Linked DNA regions of Sus scrofa: region 1 is linked to region 2. A link is a contact called in public Hi-C data. All regions are on one chromosome and are shown on one strand. Each heading gives the region's core, a stretch centred on a gene start, on an enhancer-like site or on the middle of the called end of the contact. The rest is flanking DNA. Distances are from core to core; before and after follow the strand shown.

Evidence for each region. Hi-C and Micro-C count contacts between places; a contact is called where the count stands out from the background.
Region 1: a contact with region 2 is called in a Hi-C map of skeletal muscle, with 6 times the contacts expected there. The contact joins the enhancer-like site here to the promoter of MYL1 in region 2. A contact is called at or near these places in 9 of 47 Hi-C or Micro-C datasets (adipocytes, embryonic fibroblasts, fetal skeletal muscle and 3 more) and 1 of 2 datasets of contacts at active chromatin or transcription factors (skeletal muscle).

Annotation. Positions count from the first base shown.
Region 1 is chr15:113,099,034-113,104,826 of Sscrofa11.1, forward strand. No RefSeq gene overlaps it. Among named protein-coding and RNA genes, the nearest start is that of LANCL1, 47 kb to the right of the region's middle. Within about 2 kb of position 1,713, at least 2 of the 83 cell types and tissues checked have an H3K27ac peak or open chromatin away from gene starts, as enhancers often do. A contact at or near this core is called in fetal skeletal muscle and skeletal muscle, where this site is marked.
Region 2 is chr15:113,049,251-113,054,277 of Sscrofa11.1, forward strand. MYL1 (myosin light chain 1) reads right to left here and starts at 2,065. Exons shown (of 7, transcript NM_214374.2): 1 at 1,993-2,065; 2 at 1,241-1,265. The coding sequence starts at 1,995. All of the region lies in intron 1 of LOC102160916 (a long non-coding RNA gene), which reads left to right.

The DNA.
Region 1 (5,793 bases), core at 463-2,962, 49 kb after region 2:
ATCATGTTACTAAATACCGTGGACATCTCAGAAGGCCTCCTTGGGAAGTCATTTTGAATGATAATCGGGCTAGGTTGATATTCAACAGTTGTCAAGTTTTCTATCTGGTCTCAAACCCTTTGATTCAAAAGCTTATAAAACAGCAGCAGGGATTTGTAACTTCTTGCCATGACTCCAAGGAAGGTAGATAAGAAGCAGAATGGGAAGGGCACAAACAGAAAGATAGTGGGATAAACTAGAGTAATAAGCACTACCCGGCTTTTCTTTCTCCTCACTCCTTCCAGCATCTTTAACATCCTGATCTCAGAACGAAAGGAAGAAGAAAGTAAAAGAGAAAAAAGGAAGAAAGAAGGAAGGAAAGAGAGAGAGAAAGGAAGAAAGAAAGAAATGTAATATATGGGATGTTAACTTGGAGCCTGGGGTATAGGCATTGTTGTTCATAGAACTTCATGAACATTATCTTGTGAAAACCTGGCAAACACACTGTACATTGGAGAGCAGTATCGCTGTCCCCATTTTGCACTTGGGGAATCTGAAGTCTCAAAAATGTTAAGCAGTTTTCCCCAGATCACTCAGCTTTTACGTCTTAGAACTAGGATTCAAATCTTTTCAGCCATTATACCAGGATTCTGCTAGAAATGTGAATGCTGTTCCAATGCAAACATTTCATCTCTAAAATAAAAGATAGACTTATCATTGATGAAATGACTTGATTGGCCTAAGATTTTTCTCAGTCATTTTTCTTAGGATGGGTTTGAAGTTTACAGCTAACTAGGCTGATAGGAAGAGGGGAAAAACAAAGTTCATGGCAATTAGCATTGCTTTCATTTACTCCTTTTTCACCGACCTATATTTTTTCCATATATTTTGAGGGCAGTATATGAACTTAAAAAGAGAAGCTGTTTAATGTTCCCACTAAATCAACTATGACTACAGAAGATTCTTATAATACAAGGGTAATGTCATTTGCAGTTTTTCATGGTTATGGGGTTCTTCCTGCTATTAGGAATTCTAAGAAGTAGCTACACAGAGACATAAAAAGAGAAAGCTGAACCAATGATCTGAAGATACAAATTCATATTCATGTGAACTATATAAAATTGCAGTTTTTGTAGGTAGAAAAGAGTAGAATATCATCAAGATAATGTGATTCACCTGCAATGGAGGGAAAATTGTGATTTGAGTAGTAAATCTCTTTAAAAATGAAATTAGGTATTCTTAAATTCTTACCATGTGCTCTTTCTATAAACAGAGCCAGAATTTACTTGCCCAAACTCTACCTCCCAATCTTGAGAAATGCCCTTTAAAAAAATTCACCTAGTGTTCTCTCTCAAGAAGACTTCATTGGTTTATTTTTGAAGGGTGATGATTTTAAGCATGTCAAGACAAAGAGATGGCCTCTGTGATGTTACAGAACAGGTGCACAATTGGTTTGCTGGACCCTGGCTGTCCCTCAGGACGGATATGGCATGCAGTGCTTCTACTTGAGGAAGCTTCTCTCAGTGATAAGGCAGGATGGGCTTCGCCAGTGAGAAAGTGCCAGGTCTTAAAATGGAAGCCAAGGGACTTGGGGACTAAAATAAAACTAAACCAAATGGTGGAAACACGCTCAACTCCTTAATTTATCTGATCAGAGCCAACAGGCGCCACTGTGTAGAACATTTGCTCCTGTCCCAAATGCCATTAAAGCAGCAGTGGAACTATTTCTAGGCTTGGCTCCAGACTGATGGCGGATGAACTAACAGTGGATTTGGTTTCAGCCTGGAGTCACTGAGAAATGGTGACAGACTGCAGTCACTGCAAAAGTCTGTGGGCATCAAGTGTTCCCTGGAGTACATACCTGCCTGGAGGAGACTCTGCAGCTCCTAAGAAATATTCCTCTAGAGACTTGTGGCTGCCTGATGGGAGGGGGAGGGAGTGGGAGGGATCAGGAGCTTGGGCTTATCAGACACAACTTAGAATAGATTTACAAGGAGATCCTGCTGAATAGCATTGAGAACTATGTCTAGATACTCATGTTGCAACAGAAGAAAGGGTGGGGGAAAAACTGTAATGGTAATGTATACATGTAAGGATAACCTGACCCCCTTGCTGTACAGTGGGAAAATAAAATAAAAAAAAAAAAGAAATATTCCTCTAATTCCAATCTCAACCCAACCCCAACTCCTCCCCTGTACTACTCTGCTTTGTTCCCTTAATACAGCTGCATTGTTGCTTAGATTTAAGGGTTTTGACAGTAGTTTGCCTGAAGCGTACTAGGCTATCTTAATATTTAGTCATTGCCCCTGAAAATTGCACTATGTCATGTAAAGGGTACAAAGAGGGGCAAAGCTATCTTTTGCTATTCTGGGATAGTAGTTACTAGTAAGAAGAGAAAAAAAAAAAAATAGAAGGCTTTGTTTTAGGAAATACATGGAAATCCTGACAACCCTCCTCTGACTTTCTCTGAAATCAGCACTTTGTATGCTCCCACCCCCAATCAATCTGCCACTAGTTGTGTCCTTAAATTCCTTAACCTCTTTGGAACTGACTGTTCACACATTTGCAAAAAGGAAGTGTTCAAAAATCTCTAAGAATCTTGTAAGTGCTAATGTTCTATGAGTGCAAATGTAAAAGTACCTTTAAAGGTGCTGTATAGTGGAATGGCCTCTGCCTGTCATTCATTCTCAAAGTCCAACCCCTCTGCTCAACTTCCCTGCCACTTCTCAGGTCTTAGTCCTTCCCTGGGGTACTTCTCTGGGAGTTGCCTAATGATTTTCCTGTTACCAGCCTTTCCTTTCTCCTATCCATCTTCTGTGTGAATGCATAAGTCATCTTTCCATTTGCAAATCTAGCCTTCTCATTCACTCTGCTGAAGATAAAAGAGGGTGTTTTTCCTACATTTTGATGTTTCTTTTTCTTTTCTTTTTTTATAACTGCCATTGGTGATATGGCCTCTGATACTGATGACAGTGGTTCTCAAACTTTATTGTAAATCAGAATCAGCTGGAGGGCTTGCTAAACTACAGGTTGATGGGTTCCATTCCTAGATTTCAGAATTAGTAGGTCTGTGAGGAGGTCTGAGAATGTGCACATCCAACAAATTCCCAGAAAATTCTGATGATGCTGGTTCAGATAACCACTGGCTAACAAAATAATATCCACACTGCTTAAGATGAAACCCAAGACTCTTTGGCAATTACAACCTTAGACTTACGTCCCACCTAACATGTATCCCTTTTCACATCTTTGCACGGCCCCTGAATGTCCTAATCCCCCTGACTGGTCTGCCCATTCCTCCTTGTCTTCCACATTTCTCTACATTCTGCCATGACTATCTTGGCTCTCCTTCCTGCAGTTATCCTTATTCCTTTAGCCTCAGAAGGACTGCCTCTCTTCTGCAGTCTGATAGTACTTGGTAATATTTACTATGAGAATTACAACTTGGTATTGGATTTGGTTGTTGACTCATTTGATTCTCCCAAGAGTTTATGAGCTCTCTAAAGGCAGGACCGTGCCAAAGTCAGCTTTCATTCCTTAGTACTCAGCCTGCATAGCCTTGGCATGGAATAGGCACTGAATTAATGTTGCTGAATGAAATGCAACCTTTTCAAGAATGGTGTATTCTCTTAACACTAAGGAAGGTAATAAAGAGTCTACAAGAACACTCAAAAATTTATTACCGCTACATTATAGGTGAAAAGGGTATTTTATGTCTTTTTTTGTTGCCTTTAAGAGCCGTACCTCGGGCATATGGAGGGTCCCAGTCTAGGGGTATAATGGGAGTTGTAGCTGCCAGCCTATGCCAGGGCCACAGCAACACAGGATCCAAGCCCTGTCTGTGACCTACATCACAGCTCATGGCAATGCCAGATCCTTAATCCACTGAACAAGGCCAGGGATGGAACCCTCAACCTCATGGTTCCTAGTCAGATTTGTTTCCGCTGTGCCATGATGGGAACTCCCAAAAAGGGTATAGAGTTAGCTAAATGATTTAGGGACTCTGATCAGTTCTTTAAAACAGGTGATTAGAATCAGTCTGGGCTGGAACACATGGCACAAAACAATAAAGAGATTTGGCAGTTCTTCCGTGATCAAGACAGGTAATTCAGCCCTTGTATATGCTCAGGCTGTTTTATCAACTAAGAAATTGCTAGTCCTTCTCTGTGTCCTGTTTTTGCTGTGAGCACCCTTAGCTTTCTTAACTGTATCCTACACATCTCCTTAACTATATAAACTGAGCTCTTAGCAAGTGCTTGGTGGTCATTAAGTAAATTTAGTGTTTTACAAACATAGTGGAAAGCAATCATATATTAATTTTCACGAAGTTCTAACTGAAATTAAGCTTTTCCCTCAGTTGTTAATGTAGGCAACAAACAGTTGTGTTTGCACTACCTGAGGCTTTATCACGGACAGAAATCACCCATATTTTATACCACATGATAGCCGTTAGGCATAACTGCTTCAGAATACAGTAGTTTTTAGATGACTCACTAGATTTTGCCATTAGAAGCCCTAATAAAGAAGCATGTGTACTACATCACACTATATTTCAGTGTCAATAATTTCATTTGTAATCCTACATATTAAAATGCTTTTTACATATTTAAAACAAAACTCTATGTATTTTACCTTACATATTTAAAACATTATTCTGAGAAGGGGTCCATAGCATTCAACAGACTGAAACGCATCTACAACACCAGAAAGGTTAATGCCCCCATCGTAGAATGTAAGGTTAGGACTGAATTCTGTTGACATTTGCTTTGCGGAATAAATTTGGTAGGAGAATTTTTTAAAAGCAGCAGGAAAAAATTCAAGATCACCCTGAATGCTCATGTTTCCATTTAAGGCTTTATAAAAGAATGGAATGGTTAATGAGTTGTAGTGGAATGTTTTCTCTATTATTGTGTACAGACTGCAAGTGAAACATTCTTTGATTTCTTGGGCTACATGCTCACAGTGCAGTAATAGTTAGATTAATTTCTAATATGTCTCATCTCATAGACCTATGCAATCGTCTCTTTCAATTTAAATTGAGCTTCAGGGAAGATTAAATACTTAGGTATTTATTTCAGTTTGTATAAAATTTCTAGATCCATACAAATTAAACGTCCTCTGTCTAAATGACCCTAATCGTTCTAATTTAACTAGATAGAGCTTATTTCCTTTTGACAGAGCTTGTCATGTTGAATCTTATCCATGAAGATAAACGGCATGCCAAATAGGTAATAAGTATTCCAGATGTTGCCTTGCTACTTTCCAGCAAAGTTATTAATAAAAGTCAGTTGCTTCCTGTCATTTTTATCCTCTAATATTGCTGAGAATATAAACTTTCTTTCTCTCCATTAAGATATGTTAATTTAAAAGTACAGTAAATGGGCTGCTGCAGAGGAAGGTGATTTTTATAAAATTACCTATCTGTGCTGCATGGTACCTCAGAGACTCTTAGGGCAACTTGAGGCTTGGTGGGACTGGGGGTGTGGGAGAGAGCAAAGGAAAATATGAAGAAAATTGATTGTGACAGAGCTCTGAGATTGACTGTGTGTGTGTGTGTGTGTGTGTGTGTGTGTATTGGAGGGGTGTGAGCATCAAGAAATCCTTTTAGCTGGGAATAAGCCAATAAAATAGGAATAGCTATCATAACAGCCACTGAATTAAAATAGACCTACCCTAGTTAGAGTGAGGCAGGATGCCTGAAGGCCTCTTAATCCACCTTCTGTCTATACCTCTTCCCTATCCTTGTGGCAGCCCTGAGACATATCCAGACACTGACTGCTGAAGTCTCTGGTGGGATTTCAGGTATCTGCCCTA
Region 2 (5,027 bases), core at 815-3,314:
TGACCAATATTAAAACTTACACAATATTATATAATTAAAATTTTCTCTTCTCCCTTCTTAGATGTATTTTTGTCTCAGTTTATTTAAATATGTGACACTTGCACTCCATAAACATTCTGCCCTAAGCTTTCTAGTGAAAAAGCAAGATTGATAGGGCACAAGATCTCTTGGGACCAAAGACCTGAAGAAGAAAAAGTGGAAGTCTTAGGGAAACTATTCAGATTCTCTTGAATCTCCAAAGTTTGAAGTCTTCTAGTTAGAAACTGTTTGTATGATAGAAATTTCTAATTAATTCAAACTAATACTAGATTTTGATCCTAACATTAATTGTTGGGAGCTTTAAGCCAGTTTCAGTACTTTTCTGGGAGCCTGTCCTGCATCTCTAAAACTGGACCAGGAGATGTCTAAGCTTCCTTCAATAGTTTTTTCTTTTTTATAAATTATTTCCCTTCTCTTTGTCTCTGAATGCACTTTTATTCTATATCCCCTTCATCCGCTATTTTTCTCAACTTACTGTGGTGCCCATTGATATGTGGATTTGGTAATTAAGCAGTTTTGTAATCAATTTTGTTTTCTACACTGAACAATTTAGACATGTCCAATCTCTCTTTAGGGATTTCGTTGACAAATTAACCATCCTAAGTCCACATCATTTTGGGGGTTATATAGCGGGTAGTATTACTTACTGTATCAAATTGGTTTTATTAAGAAATCAGTGAGTATAAGGAATTCTTTTGTGGTATTTAGCTTTTGCTTGCTTAAATTTTTCGTTACTGATTATAAGCAAAAAGTTCACATTGAGAGACTTTATATTTAGAGTGATTGAGAGCATTTATATTTAGAGTGGCAACACCAGTGGGGATAATTAGAAAGAGCTAATCTCATCTCAGAGGAGTTGGTTTTCTCACATGCCATCTTTATAAGTGTGCACATTTAAAAACTATGTCGTTTAAACTTACCATCCTGCTGTTCCTTAGAGAACTCGATCTGTTAGAAAGAAATTAACCACAAAGAATATTTTAACCAAACAAAAATGTCCTGGTTTTTAAATGTATCCAAGCTCATTCCCTGAGTAATCTTCAAAGTAAGCTCAAAAAGTATGCTTACTTTTCAGAATTCAGGCATAGCTTGGATACTAATAGGTTGAGCCACACAGTAACATGCCTTGGAGATGAGTGATATTTCAGAAACTAAGCAGTTCTCTGCCTACATCTGTAATAGAGAAGCTTGATTCACTTACCAGCAATCTGGTCAGCACTGAAGGACTGCAGTGGCGAGAGAGAGGAAGAAAGAAAGAAACAACTAGTACTCTTTCAAATGCATTGACAGAAGAGAGTGCTTTTTGCTTCAAGATGTTTAGGAAGCCATGTAGGTGTCATAGAATAAGAGTTGCCTTAGGACATTTTTGAGTCTAGGAAAAATAAAAAGCTACTGCACAAGATAGTTAGGGAACATCTCTCTGCATCTTAATACACGAGTCAATGATTTAACAAATGCTAAATCAGATTCTTTCTGGAAAAATATAATAATCTATGGTGTATTTAAGATATATCTAATAAAGATATACTTACTAAGAAGTTCATATAGACTGCATTAAAAAGATCATTTTAAATCTTTCTTCTTTTTAACCAGTACATTTTTACCCAATGCATTGGAAGTAGTTTACTTAATTTTAGTTATTGGCACCATTGGATTGTTTTCTAAGGTATACTATTTTGCTATAGTTGAAGGTTTTTTTTCCCCTAAATTTAGATATAATAAACCTTATGTGATATAGCAAAGTTGGTGAAGCATAAAATATGCTTTTGGGAATAAGATGTATTTTTCTAGTTGAAGTAATAGCTTGAATTAATTTCTTCTATTCTTAACCCACCTCAGCAAAGCCCCAGAATAGATTCTACAGATTCATACTGAATATGTTCTCTCCTCAGTTTTATTCCTACCCACTATCTGTATCTTTCTGTAAGTTACAGTTTTTCTCATAGGACCCACCATGATGAAACTGCTGGGCTGCAAACAGCGGCGAAGCTGAAGAGTGAGTTGAGGGCTGATCCAATCCCTGAGTGGGGGGCCTCCCTTGCTGAGGCTCCCTTTTATTTCTGGAGAAGCTCTGACTTCATAACTAGCATCAGATTTCAGAGAGAGGTAGCCACACCCCTTGGAGAGTTCTTTAGCTTTCTTAGGGCAAAGGGAAAGAGGGATCTGTACCCTGAGGTCTATTTTTAGGAAATCAGAACCTAGGAGTGGACAGCCATAGTGAGACCAATGCCTATCAGTACTTTTATGGTCTTTATCCCTGAGAAGTTCTCTTGGACTGTCTTCCTTTAAGAAGCTCCTTATGTGTTCAGTGGCAAAGGAGCTTAGAATTTCTCTAAAGACTTGAGCTGACCTCTTCTCTTGGTTAATTATGGACTTGGCAAACTTCAAGTTAGCAATTTTGGTAGTAATGAGACTTTTTGTGTAGGACTGGTTTAGGATTTCAAATGGCAACATTTACAGAAGGAATGCCTTCTGAAGCTCTGTCCCTTGTGGTAAAGTTCAGAGGACTTAAAAGGGCCATGCATATTCTGTATGTTTCTTAGGGTCCACTCCAGTGAAAATCTGGTCAGTTTGTGAAATCTCCAATTAAGGACCATTATTTTGCAAGTTGTATTCTCAGGAGTATAGAGTTTAAGCTAGGAATGGTTTTAATCTCCATTTTCACCAATCTCCTTTAGTTTGTTTTTTATGTTAGGGGTGAGTATTTGCTTTCCTTCCATTATCTTTATGGTGGCTAACTAGTCATATTTTTTGAATTTATGAAGTTCTAGGAAGGAGAGCTGATAGATCATTTTTGTGTTCTTTTACTTTCATTCTATACATATATTCTTTTAAAATTTAAAAATGTTGCTTATGTTCTTACTAGAATGACCTGATTTCCTCTCTGCCATGTCAAACATTTTTATGGCTTCATCTCCAGACTGAGAACTAAAAGAATCCAAAGCAGAGGATGTGAAATGCAAAGTTGTACTTTAGAATTTTAAAGGTATCTGAGGGATTGGCTGGTAGTAAATTTTCATGGCAGCTTACCTGATAATAGAGGGCAATTCCCTTCTTAGAATGGCACTGGGAAAAGATCAGTTTAAGATGTCCACTAAAGTTCAGACTTGTTTATCAGTTTTCTACATGTTTAAAGGAGTTCAAAGCATAAAGAATGTTGGAGACAAATTCAAATTTATGCACTGTTTCAGCAACTGCTTTTAAGGGAATGGTCACAAAAAGTGTAGTCTCCTTCTGATAGACAGTTTTGTATTTTGAAGCTTTCCCTCAAGCCATTTGGAAAAAAAATCAACATTTAAATGAGTATAATTTTTCATCCAAAGTTTACAAGTAACAAAAAAAATTTCATAGAGTCTGAGTCCCAAAATGGGGATTAAAAATATAATTTAAAAATATTAGAGCCCAGGTAGACATATCTTCATGAACAGATTGCCATTTTGAGAGGCTGTTGGGAAATGGAAGTTAAGAGAAAAAATTTGAACCCTTTGAATCATTAGGGGGAAATGAAAGTGAGAAATAAAGGTGGAAATTTGTCACCTTGATAATTGTGTAATTGGAGTTTCATGATTTTTGATATATTAGAGCCATTAGAGCAGACTATGTTTCTTTGTGTTCTTTTTAGTCTTTTATTTTTATTTATGTATTGTGTCAATAAGTTTGAATTGCCCTATGATTAATATTGAGTACTGGCATGTATCTTTAGTAAATAACTGTAGGTAATACCAAAAACTCATCAAAGTTGCCCTACATAATGCCTATCATATGCCCTGTACAATGCTCATTTTCATTTTTTTTTTCAGGTAGAAATATGTGTCCTTGAATAAATATAAAATACAGTCAGTTTGTGTAAAATCTGTTGAGTAAACTGGAAAGTCATTTTAATAGTTTTATTTTTATTATAAATATGTTATTCATAACCACTTGGATGTTAAAGCTTTATTATTATTAAAATAGAATTGAGGCAGTTGTCAAACTATTTCATGCCAGTTTTTCTCTACATTTTTAATCACATAGAGTGGAAGTTTAGTTTTTTTATGCTTATTGAGAAAGTAAACCTTTAATCAAGCTATTGACATTTGTAGATAAGGCCATGATCAAGCCTGGTCTAGAGAATAAACTACAGTTTAAAAGTTAGAAGACCAAGATACTGTGCTCATAGAATAAATGGGGGATGCTATTTATTCTCTGGTACATTTTACACCTTTACAAATGGCAATAGCTTTCTCTTGTATTTCTTTCTGGGTGTTATAATGATGAAGTAATCAGCCCTTTGAACAAATGGCATGATATGAATACAAAATGTCAGCTGATTTTTCAACTCAGTTTGCTATGTCATCATTTAGTTTGTTTTGAAAATTAGATTTAAGTCTCTTCTATCTGGAATGCTTCTTAGAATTTAACTATCCTTCAAATCCCTGATAAAAATCTCCTCTGGAAAGAAAATTTTCTACTTGCCTAGCTCCTTTCTCCGCTGAAAGACGTTTAATCTTCCTGATTGCCACCTTCTGGGAAGCACAGGATGTTACTGGGACCATTTCCCTTGGTCCATGATGTGAATCCGGGTGCGAGCCAACATCTCTACCCCCTAGATTTTATCTTCCGTAACTCGATAAAATGTCTTGCCTATAGTTAGGATGCTCAGCAGAATTTTCATTAAGATCATTAGAGCATATGTATAGTAAGTTCCTCTTTCAAACAAGGCTCCTCTTCTAGAATGTTATATTCCCTGAGGTAAGAGACCTTATCAGTTCTTCAAAGAGCTTGCATTCTGGGGCGGGAAGTGGGGAGGCACACATTCTCTTTTGATGGTACATCTCCAGCACCTAGAACGCACATTGTAGGCATGCTCGCTCTGAATTCTTGACGTACATCCTTTTATATTTCCAGAACCCTTTCGTAGATTTTATATAAGTGCTATGATCAGGACTTCTAATTTGCCAGCCCTCAATTTTGTTTTTTTTGTTTTTTGTTTTTTTTTGTAAATGGGT